Regions from separate parts of the Mus musculus genome. Here region 1 is linked to region 2. Evidence: chromatin contacts called from public Hi-C data. All regions are on one chromosome and are shown on one strand. The core of a region is the stretch at or near the end of the contact, and the rest is flanking DNA. Distances in the headings are between cores, read along the strand shown.

Evidence for each region. A called contact is a pair of places that touch in the nucleus more often than the background predicts.
Region 1: a Hi-C map of the N1E-115 cell line shows a contact between it and region 2, with 4 times the contacts expected there. The contact joins two enhancer-like sites. A contact is called at or near these places in 1 of 39 promoter capture datasets (cranial neural crest) and 2 of 484 Hi-C or Micro-C datasets (the N1E-115 cell line and cranial neural crest).

What each region holds. Positions count from the first base shown.
Region 1 is chr4:14,432,701-14,437,883 of GRCm38.p6, reverse strand. It overlaps the pseudogene Gm11836. Among named protein-coding and RNA genes, the nearest start is that of Gm2560, 140 kb to the right of the region's middle. Within about 2 kb of position 2,398, at least 7 of the 459 cell types and tissues checked have an H3K27ac peak or open chromatin away from gene starts, as enhancers often do. A contact at or near this core is called in the N1E-115 cell line, where this site is marked.
Region 2 is chr4:13,263,063-13,267,850 of GRCm38.p6, reverse strand. No RefSeq gene overlaps it. Among named protein-coding and RNA genes, the nearest start is that of Gm46880, 17 kb to the left of the region's middle. Within about 2 kb of position 2,275, at least 37 of the 459 cell types and tissues checked have an H3K27ac peak or open chromatin away from gene starts, as enhancers often do. A contact at or near this core is called in the N1E-115 cell line, where this site is marked.

The sequences.
Region 1 (5,183 bases), core at 1,149-3,648, 1.2 Mb before region 2:
ATCTTACAGTTACCGATATGACATCAGATATCCATTCAGAGATGAGGACATCCATTCAGAGAGAGATGTCTTTACATGGAAGTCTTCATCTTTGTTTAGTTGTTCCACATTTGCTATTTCTCCATAAGACTAAGTACCATGAAGAGAAAGAGTGCATTGCTTGCAGTTTTGTGCTTTCAGAAGTGAGTAACAGTGTAAAACAAAACAAAACAAAACAAAACAAAACAAATAAACAAAAAAAAACAAACCACCAATAAAATTGTAAATGAAAGGCAGAATGTTAATAGATAAGGTATTTGAGAACATCCAAGAATTTACCCAGTGCTACCTAGTTAATGGCTGTGAATGTTAGTCAGTAATATAAGGTGCATTTTAAACTTTCTTCTGAAATAGTTTTTAAAATACAGAAAGAACAAGTCTCTAACAAATGAACAACAATGGCAAAAATCAATAAAACAAACAGTATTCAATAAATTGAGAAGGGGACTAGAAGTCACTCTAGTGAGAAAGATTCTGCTGCCTGTGTAGAGATCACAGACTTTGCTACTGGGCATATTTATTTGAGATTTTTTTTCTCTCAGGATGAGTTATTTCCTGAGATCTGCTTCAGTTTCTTACCCAAATAGGCTCAAGCTGATCGTCCTCTTTCTGTTGGCTGGAAAATATCCAACCATGTCTACATCACAGCAGAGAACATAATTTAAGCTCAAACTGTGATTTTATCTATCTAAAAAGGATAAAATGAATTACATATTCCAGTTGAGCGTATGTATTCATAAACAGTTAAGCACACCAAAGTGACCAGTAGTAGCACTGGAATAGTCTAGCATCTGACTCTGATGGTCTTCCCTGGGCTGGTCACATTTGGAAGTGAAATGCCTTTCCTCCCCCCCCCCGACCCCTGCCATCCCCTCCACACACCCTGAAGATCATTTTAATGAGTAGGCCAAATGTTTTCTTTATCACTTATTTTATACAATGCTACACTAATAGTGAATGCTTACGTGGCTTTTGCCTGGTGCCAGTCAGTGCTTTGCATACATTAACACATTTAATCCTCATGATAGAACTGTAGGAGGTAGGACAATGCTCAATCCTCATTTATTAAGTGCTCTGAAACAGGGTCCCAGAGAAGTTTGGTACTTTGCTCAAGATCACACAGGTGGTAAATGGCAGAGTCCGGTTTTTGGTTAGTCCGAGATGCTGCTCAAACTCTAGACTGCAGTGTGGGGAGGATCTGCTCTCACTTTCCATGTAAAACAGCATCATTCAAGAAACTTACTCAAAGAAGTCCCGGTGTGTGACCCAGAGAAGCAGCAACAGAGAAAGGTAACACTGGAAAAGAGAAAGAATAGTTTTCTGGCAATGCTGCCTCAATATTTAAAATACATCATTCAGTTAGTAAAAGCTTAGTGGTCCATTGCTAGATATATAGTGATAGACGTTCAGAAACTTGTCCGGTGTTATACAGGAGACTTAAACCCACATCTACTGGAACCCAGAAGGAAGGTGAGAACTACATCTCAGGCCTGATTTCTGTGGACCTTTGGGGAGACTACTTGAGTAAGCACCAGAAGTTCACCATAGCTGCAAGGGACTCATCCAGGATTGGCAGTATAATTAATAGCCATAGAATTTTAACATTAGCTGCTGGTAGCTTCACACCAGCTTACTACTCACTCAATATTTGGATATATGGTCATTTGGGTACTTGGTACTTATATGTGTTTTAATTCAGTTTTGGAAATTATATGCAAAATAGGCAAAGCCTGTCAAGAGCAGTGGTAAGTGCTGTTGATTATTATAAAATTCCCTGTATTTCCGTGTTGTTTGATTCCAATGCTTCACAGAGCACATTGTTACTGCTTCAGAGTATGTTTAGATGGATATAGGTTGGAAGGATAAATCTCTTGTAGTCACCATTATTATTTACAATAATAGGCCTGGAGAGTCACTAAAGAATGTCAATAATTTTACTTTTTAAGAGGAAATCAGTGTGATTGATAGCAGCACCATAAAATAATATGAAATATATATGGTATCAAGTCCAATATAAAGGTACACTTGTTCCCAAGGGAGAGAATGTGTACTCCTAAACATTTATTTTGAAGGTAGAAATGTTAACAGACTTGGAGATGAAATTAGACTCTTCCACAAGGTGTCACTATTTCTCTTTGTTGAAAACGCTTTGCTATCCAGTTGCTTCCGAGCCACTTTAAATAAACAGAAATGAAGTAAATAATTCCTCCATTTTTAATGAGGGAGTCAACCAGCATAACAAACGGTCTACAGAGAGACACATTTTGATATTCAACCCAGCCCTGCATGCCAACTTTAATACTGGCTCAGTACAAGCTCCTTAGCACAGAGGATGACTAGTGTGGTATTGATACATATTTATAGAGGAGGATGCAAGTACAGTTCAATGATCTGTTCAGCTCTAAAGAAAACTGTGAGTAAAAGCAATTTCCCTGCTAAAAAGCAAGGATTTTAATTATCGCCTACAAAACGCCACAACCATCTTATCACACGTCCCTCCATGCTCAATGCTATTGACCCAAGTAAAGACAATTAAGTTCTAAAACCACTAGAAAATGGACTGTGAGGAATTTACAGCGCCCTTCTGTGGCAGCCATCAGATCATAATCTCAAGAGCTTGATTTGATTTTACATAAAGCAGAAGGGCCACTTTTTTCTCAGGCTATTGTCTTTCTCATGCCATGGTCATTTTTCTATGTCTGTCTTAGTCCATCAAAGGCAGCGTGACAAGATATCATAGATGGGGTGGTGCAGAAGACAGAAATGTATTTTCTGACTGCTCTCAAGGCTGAGAAGTTTGTGAGCAAGGCTCTCACAGATCTTATGCCCAATAAAGGCTCTCTTTCTGCCTCTTTTCTGATGTTGGCTGCTTTTTTCACTATATTATTTCACAGTGGTCAAGAAGGGTGAAGGATGGGGAAGAATATGAATGGATGAATCTTGTCTCTCTTTGGTTAAGGTCATTCATGAAGGATTAACCTTTAAGAGCAAGTTTTCTTCAAAACTCTCCACAAAATACTAGTCTAACCATTTTATTTGTATTAGGCTTCCTGATGTGAACTCCAAGAGGACACAAACATTTCATCTATAGAACAGTCTAAAATACCTTAACCACAAGTCCTAGGGAACAGATCAACAGCATAGTGACACGGCCTGAAACAGAACATTTGGAAACCTTTGCATCTTTCAGACAACAGGAGCCTTTCTTTCTTTCTTTCTTTCTTTCTTTCTTTCTTTCTTTCTTTCTTTCTTTCTTTCTTTCTTTCTTTCTTTCTTTCTTTCTTTCTCTCTCTCTCTCTCTCTCTCTCTCTCTCTCTCTCTCTCTCTCTCTCTCTCTCTTTCTTTTCTTCCTTTTTTTTTTTTGAGAGCAAAGAGAGCAAATTTTATTTGGTGAAGGCAAACATCATCCAAAAGAAACCAGATGGGCAAGGTGCTGTGACAGGGGAGCCTCTGGGGCCACACAGAAATCACACTGGGCAAGGAACAGGCTCGGGATACAGAATGTCCTCAGCTATTCAGCACCATCTCTTCATAGTTGATGCAACCATTGCTGTCCTCATGCCCTGCCACTAGCATCTCTACTTCTTCCTCTGTCATCTTCTCGCCCGGTGTGACAAGGACATGACGGATTTCAGCACCCATGACGGTGCCATTTCCTTCCTTGTCAAACACACGAAGGCATTCAACATAATCATCGTAGGTTCCCTGGTCCTTGTTCTTGGCCACGGTCTGCAGCATGGGCAGGAAGTGCTCAAAGTCCAGCACCTTCACATTCATCTCATCACTCTTGGGGTTCCCCAGGACCTTGAGCACCTCGGCATTGGTAGGGTTCTGGCCCAGGGCCCACATCACATCCCCACACTGGCTGTACAGGATCTTGCCATCGCCTGTTCGGTCAAACAGCTGGAAAGCCTCCTTGAATTCTGTGGTCGGGTCCTCGGTGAAGTCACACATCTTGGCTGCTGAGCTCTGCGGGACCTTTTCCGGCAGTAATGGCCAACAGGAGTCTTTGTGCCAGACATGTTTGCACCCATCTGTGTGTGAACTCAATAAAACGCATTTGGTGAAAATGTACCAGTCAGTGAGGGTGATCAGTTTATTCAGCAAATATTTGTTGAGCTCTGATTTATTTTATAGTTTTAGTAGAAAATGAAGGTTTGGAAATATGAAAGGGAAAAATGCCAGGTATCATGGAGCATCCTGTCTGATAAGGAAGAATGACAATCAAAGAAGTGTACTATGCTTCCTAGGCAATGATTGGTGTCTCCTTAGTATTCACACAATGCAGACCAAGAGCCTCTGCGCCTGGGAGGCTCTGAAGTTCAAGCTCAAGAAGCTGCGGATGCCCACTGAAAATTAGCTTTTCTCAGCATTGTCCACTTCCCAGGAAACCCTAAGACCACACCTCCAGATTAAGTTTGGAATCACATGATATTATGCTCTGCACTTAGTCTAAGTAAGCTATGTGTTTATGTCAATAACATTAATTTGAATGTTTCCTCACATAAACAAATTATGGGGAAAAATAATGAGCTAAATTTTCTTTTCTGATGAAGGTAACCTAGATAGGTCTTCATAAAAAAGCAGGGCAGGGTTATTGGTCATATTGTCAGGTCTTTGTCTTCATGAGATATTTCATTGATTGATCAGCATTTGTACCAAAATAAATGACTAGTTTTCTTCTCAGCAGAGTATTAAGTGTTTCAGCCCCCAGACAAGGCCATTCTCATTTCCATTTAACATTGCTGATACGTGCAGATAAGTGCTTTCCCCTGCCACTTTGGAAGTTTTAGAAATTGACAGAAAAGAACAGAAGTCTGCAAGTTGGGTTATCAAAGATGAGGACGAGAGAGCAAAATGAAACCAGATGTGCAACTACTGAATGTTGGCATCATTCTCTGAGTGAGTGATAGAATGTAGCAGTTGCCACTTAGAAAGCTAGGCAGAAAACTAGTGAAGAGCAAGAGCATATATTCATGCCTGCTTTGCATGAAAAGGTACATTTTAAAGTTTGATGTGATATGATTCAGCTTAAAAAAAAAACCTGTGTAGGTGTTGCTAGTGGGAATGCCTTTAAGTTTGCAAAATTAGTTTATAATCTACTTGTAATATGCAAACAAATAAAACTTGTGTCTTTTTTTTTT
Region 2 (4,788 bases), core at 1,026-3,525:
CCGTGTTACACAGGGTCTTTGTGAGACTCCACAAATAATGACCAAAAGTACAGGGACTTCACAGAGAAAGTTAATGAAAGAGAGAAAAAGAAAAAAAAAAGAAACTTTAAAATTCAGAATGAAAACAATTAAAACAAAAGAGCAGAAAATGGAGAGGTGGGTTTTTGTTTTAGCTCCAGTAAGATTATTTTCTCAGATCATGAGCTAACCACCAACTAGGCAGGGAGCTAGGCGGTTACCAGATCTGCCAGGCAGGCAGAGATGGATTTATTTATGTGTGTGTACTGTGGAATGAGACATGAGTCCAAATCTTTAGTCTTTCTAGTCCCTAAGACAGAAACCTTCAAAAATCATAACTCTTGAATGCCACAGGCAGAAATGGCCACATATTTCTTCTTCCTAAGACATTTGTAGGCCGCTTTCCACTAGATTGCTAGATCATTGATGAATCTATAATATCAGGTACAAGGAAAAAAATTATATTCCCTCCATTCTATAGCAGACAATGCGTCGACTATAACTTGTCAGTTTCAGAAAACAGCTCTTTGTAAACAAGCAGAATCCTTGCAAAGGACTTCCTGATTCTTGAAGGGAAAACTTGTAAACTTTACGTATTCTGGGAGTTTATTTTAATTTTATTGAACCATCTTTGTTTTTAAAATAAATAAACAAACCATTTATGTGTATGTGGGTATGTGTAATTTTTGAGAAAAGGCTAGCCTCTTCTTTGGGGCAAACATCTTGCCTCAGCCTCCAAGTGCTGAACAGGTGAGAACTACCTCATTCTGCAGCTTGTATGCATGCATGTATGTATGCATGTATGCATGTATGCATGTATTCATGTATGTATGCATGTATGCATGTATCTAGTATTTATATCAGACACATATGGGCTATAAGGCTTTCTGGAAAATGAATGACAGATGCTTAGATTGACACACTTTTAAAGATAAATCCACAATAAAAAAAGACTCTGTTTATACAAGTAAGTAGCTATCGTTGCTATATCCCTTTTCCAGGTGGGCACATAGAGGTTTGAAGTGATGTAATAAGTTGAAACTGGTCACACAAAGCAACAGATAAGGCTGGGGTTTAAACTCAGCCTCACTGACCTACAGTGTATTGTTAACTGTTATTCCAGCATTCTTCCCCAGATGGTGAGAAGAGTGTACTCATTGCACATTAGCAACTTGTAAGTACTTAGTAAATTAATGATGAGACTGTGACATAATGAGTCTCTTGGCAGTTGCTAGGTGACCACCTGGCATCTCCCTGCCCTCCCATCTCCCTGCCAACTCCAGTCTCATCTTCTGAAACTAGATCATTTTCTTTCCTTGTTTCTTCAGCAGTTTCCTCTTCCTGATTTGTGTGAACAATGGTCACTTGAGATTCTGGAAGAGGGCCCTTCTTTGACTCTTGACTTACATCATTTATTCCATATTAAGTGAGTATGCATATTATAGATGACACTATAAGAGACAGTGAGAAACATAGCTTACATCATGGAGTACTTACACCAATGGAAATACCTCTTTTATATTACTTGTGCTGATAGTTATTCAAAATTAATTTGAAAAGTTAGAGAAAAGGATTTGGATGGTTGAGGTTCAAGGAACTTAAGAAAATGAATCTCACTTCAAATATGTTAAAAGTCCATATAAAAAAGAATTTTCACTGATTGATATTTGACTAAATTAAAACACAGCTGAACTCTTCAGCATGGCTTAAGGGGAAAAAAAAAGTGGAATTAATACAGACGCCAAGGACAAAACTATCTGGTACTGGGTGTCTCCATGTCAGGGAAAGAATGCCAGACTGCTTCCATTAGTCTCACACGCCCTTCCCTCCACCCCTCCTGGAGGAAAACGTCAGCCCGTGGCACTTCCTGGCACAACAGGCAACTATGATATTTCAGTGTGCTTTGACTTTTGATGCTCCTTTAACTCAATGACCACCAGTGCTGACCAGGGCTGCATTAAGCAAGTCTAGCCTGCCCAAGAGAAATTTCTTTCATTCATCAACAGATAAGGAGTTTTGGCAACCCTCTCAGGGGAACAAAAGGAAGAACACACACACACACACACACACACACACACACACACACACAGAGAGAGAGAGAGAGAGAGAGATTGCCCTATAATACAGAAGAGCCCACAGGAAAGGGGCCAGAGAAAGATTGAAGGGAGCTTTAAGGAGTACAGGGTAGACAGGGAGTCGGCTATCAGAATTAAACACGATGAAGTCCAGAGCCCCTCTCAGTCTCTACCTGCTTCTTCTCAGTGTCACCCTGGGCTGAGCACTTGATACAAAACAGATCTCCAGAAGTATTCCAGTAACTCCACAGGACCACCAGGGCAAAAACAAAAACATTCAGGGCTTGACACTTACCAGGGCAACTTGCCAAGCTTATCACATGTGAAAAGATCTGCTAAGAGAGAGGCATCTTGTTCAGAGGCTGGGTGCTAAGTCTCTGAAAACCAAAGGGCATTTTCCTTTCTGAGGAGCAGGCTAGGAGGTCAGGAGTAGCATTTCTCTATGAACTGCCAGAAAAGGCAATTACTGACTTTATTAACATAAAGGTTGGAGGAGAAGCTGAAAGGTGTGCAGTGGGGGGAGGTGGCAGGGGAACGAGAAAAGACCTACTGGGGACACTGGAATGGCCAGTTGCCAGGATAGCTCCCACATTCTTCTGGTCAAGCTCTTCTGCATTCTGGCTTTGAGGGGATTTTGACAGCAGCCGAAAGCTTGTCCCAGGCACATTTTTCTCTCCCTGTAATCTTCATGGGAGTTGCAGCATCTTCTAATGCCTTCTTCACAGACATGATTCCAAGCCTCTTACATGTCTCTTTCCCACGAGGTCACCATAAACTATCCCCCCCCCCAAGGTTTACCATCGTCCTTTTGTAGATAAGAACATTGAGGCTTATCTGTAGGATGTAGCTGGTGCTCAACAAAGCAGGAATTTAAATGTGTGTCTTATGGAATCTTCAGACATGGAAACAAGGCTTCTCAGAGACTCCTAGCTCAGGCTTCTCTGTTGACTAAACAATCATTTTGTCTCCAAGCTTTTCTTGTCCCATGATGCCATCTTATTTGCCTTTAGATTTCCCATTTCTCAGATAAGACTCCCCTCAGTATTGTGCTTCTTAGTTACAGTTACTGTCACTGTGATAAAACACCATGACCAAAAGCAACTTGAGTGAGGAAAGATTTTTGTCTCACTCACTCTTTATTACAGTTTCATGGAAGGCAGGCAGGGCAGGAACCTGGAGGCTGGAAGTGATGTAGAGGCCACAGCAGAGTGCTACTTCCCAGCTAGCTTCTCGTGGCTTGCTCAGCCTGCTCTCTCATAATACCAGACAAAGAGTGAGACCACACACAATGGTCTGTCTCCCCCCACCCCATGTCAATCATTAATTAAGAAAATTCTTTAGAGTGTTTCTACAGCCCAATCACATAGAGGCATTTTCTCAAGTCCCTTCTCTCTTTTCAAAGGACTCAAGTTAGATATGTCAAGTTGAGATAAAACTAGCCAGTGGGTGCATGAAAATTCTAGTAAATGTGGTTCTAAGTTGAAAATGTTACCTTGGGAAGGAGACTATGCTGCAAGAAGAACATGTTTTTTAGGGAGTGGACATTTTAAAAAATGATAGCATAGTGTGTCTGTTGTGAAGTATAATGGAACACTTGGAAACACAGAGAGCACTGGGGTGGTGGGGCAGTCCTCTTATATACTGCCCATACCTGCTGGCAGGTAATGGCTAGGTCCCTGGGAGGAGCCTGGAAGTACTGCCTGTAAGCCAACAGTGTCTATCCATCATGAGATCATATGGGTGAAGGAGCAGGATTTTCTTCTTGTTCTGTCATTTGCTGGTGTGTTTTGCTTAAAGAATGGATAGATGCTTGACCACATTTGCTGTTGTGCTCTTCATAGTTCTGAAAACATATAGAAGATGGTATCCATTTTGGAGCTAACATTTTGATTCTGGTGTTTATTATTTCTGGTTCATTGGTACCTTGGAAGAAGGTAATGTTATTCTTCCTTGGATGTTATATCTCTTAATTTTGTAATGGATGCCTCTCCTTGGAACTGGTGATCTTAAGGGCCCAGAACAAGACAACTTCCACAAAGCTACTAAGAGTTCATTATGCAACAATGGGAACCAGACTTCCCATTTTAATGGTTACCTTGTAACTTTTGTGCCTGCATTTATTCTTGCCACACCATCATGAATAATGAAATATTACCTAGTTTGGAGACACAAGATTAGCCCCAAGTCAACATTCACAATAAAACTAGTGACCTGCCTTGCTGCCCTGCTTGCTTTCAGGCACTTCAGCCAATCCTATTCCTCACAGCCTCATGTTATTTGAAAAGAGTCACTTGTAGAAATCTGGCTTGAGTAATAGCTAATTATCCCACAGCATTATGTAAGTAGGTGAATAATCGGAAAAAAAAATTAATACTTTTCATAAACAAACAACCTGTGTACATTTGGAGACTTTGAACGATAGTAGGCAGTATATGTGAAAGGCTGAGTATTACTCTCAAGGGTTAGTGTTAACCTTAATAGGTCTTCCCTTTTTTCTGGAAAAACTTAGTTTCAGTGATTCTAAGTCACTTCTTTATATATTACTCCTGCTCAGAATAAAGGGACATTTGAGTATTTATTGACTCAGTCTCCATAGTTGACATGAGGGCTCTTCTTTGTTACAAGAAAAACTTAATATACAATTGAGAATTTATTTTAGAAATGTCACATGCATTTTTCAGAAATTGAGAACATT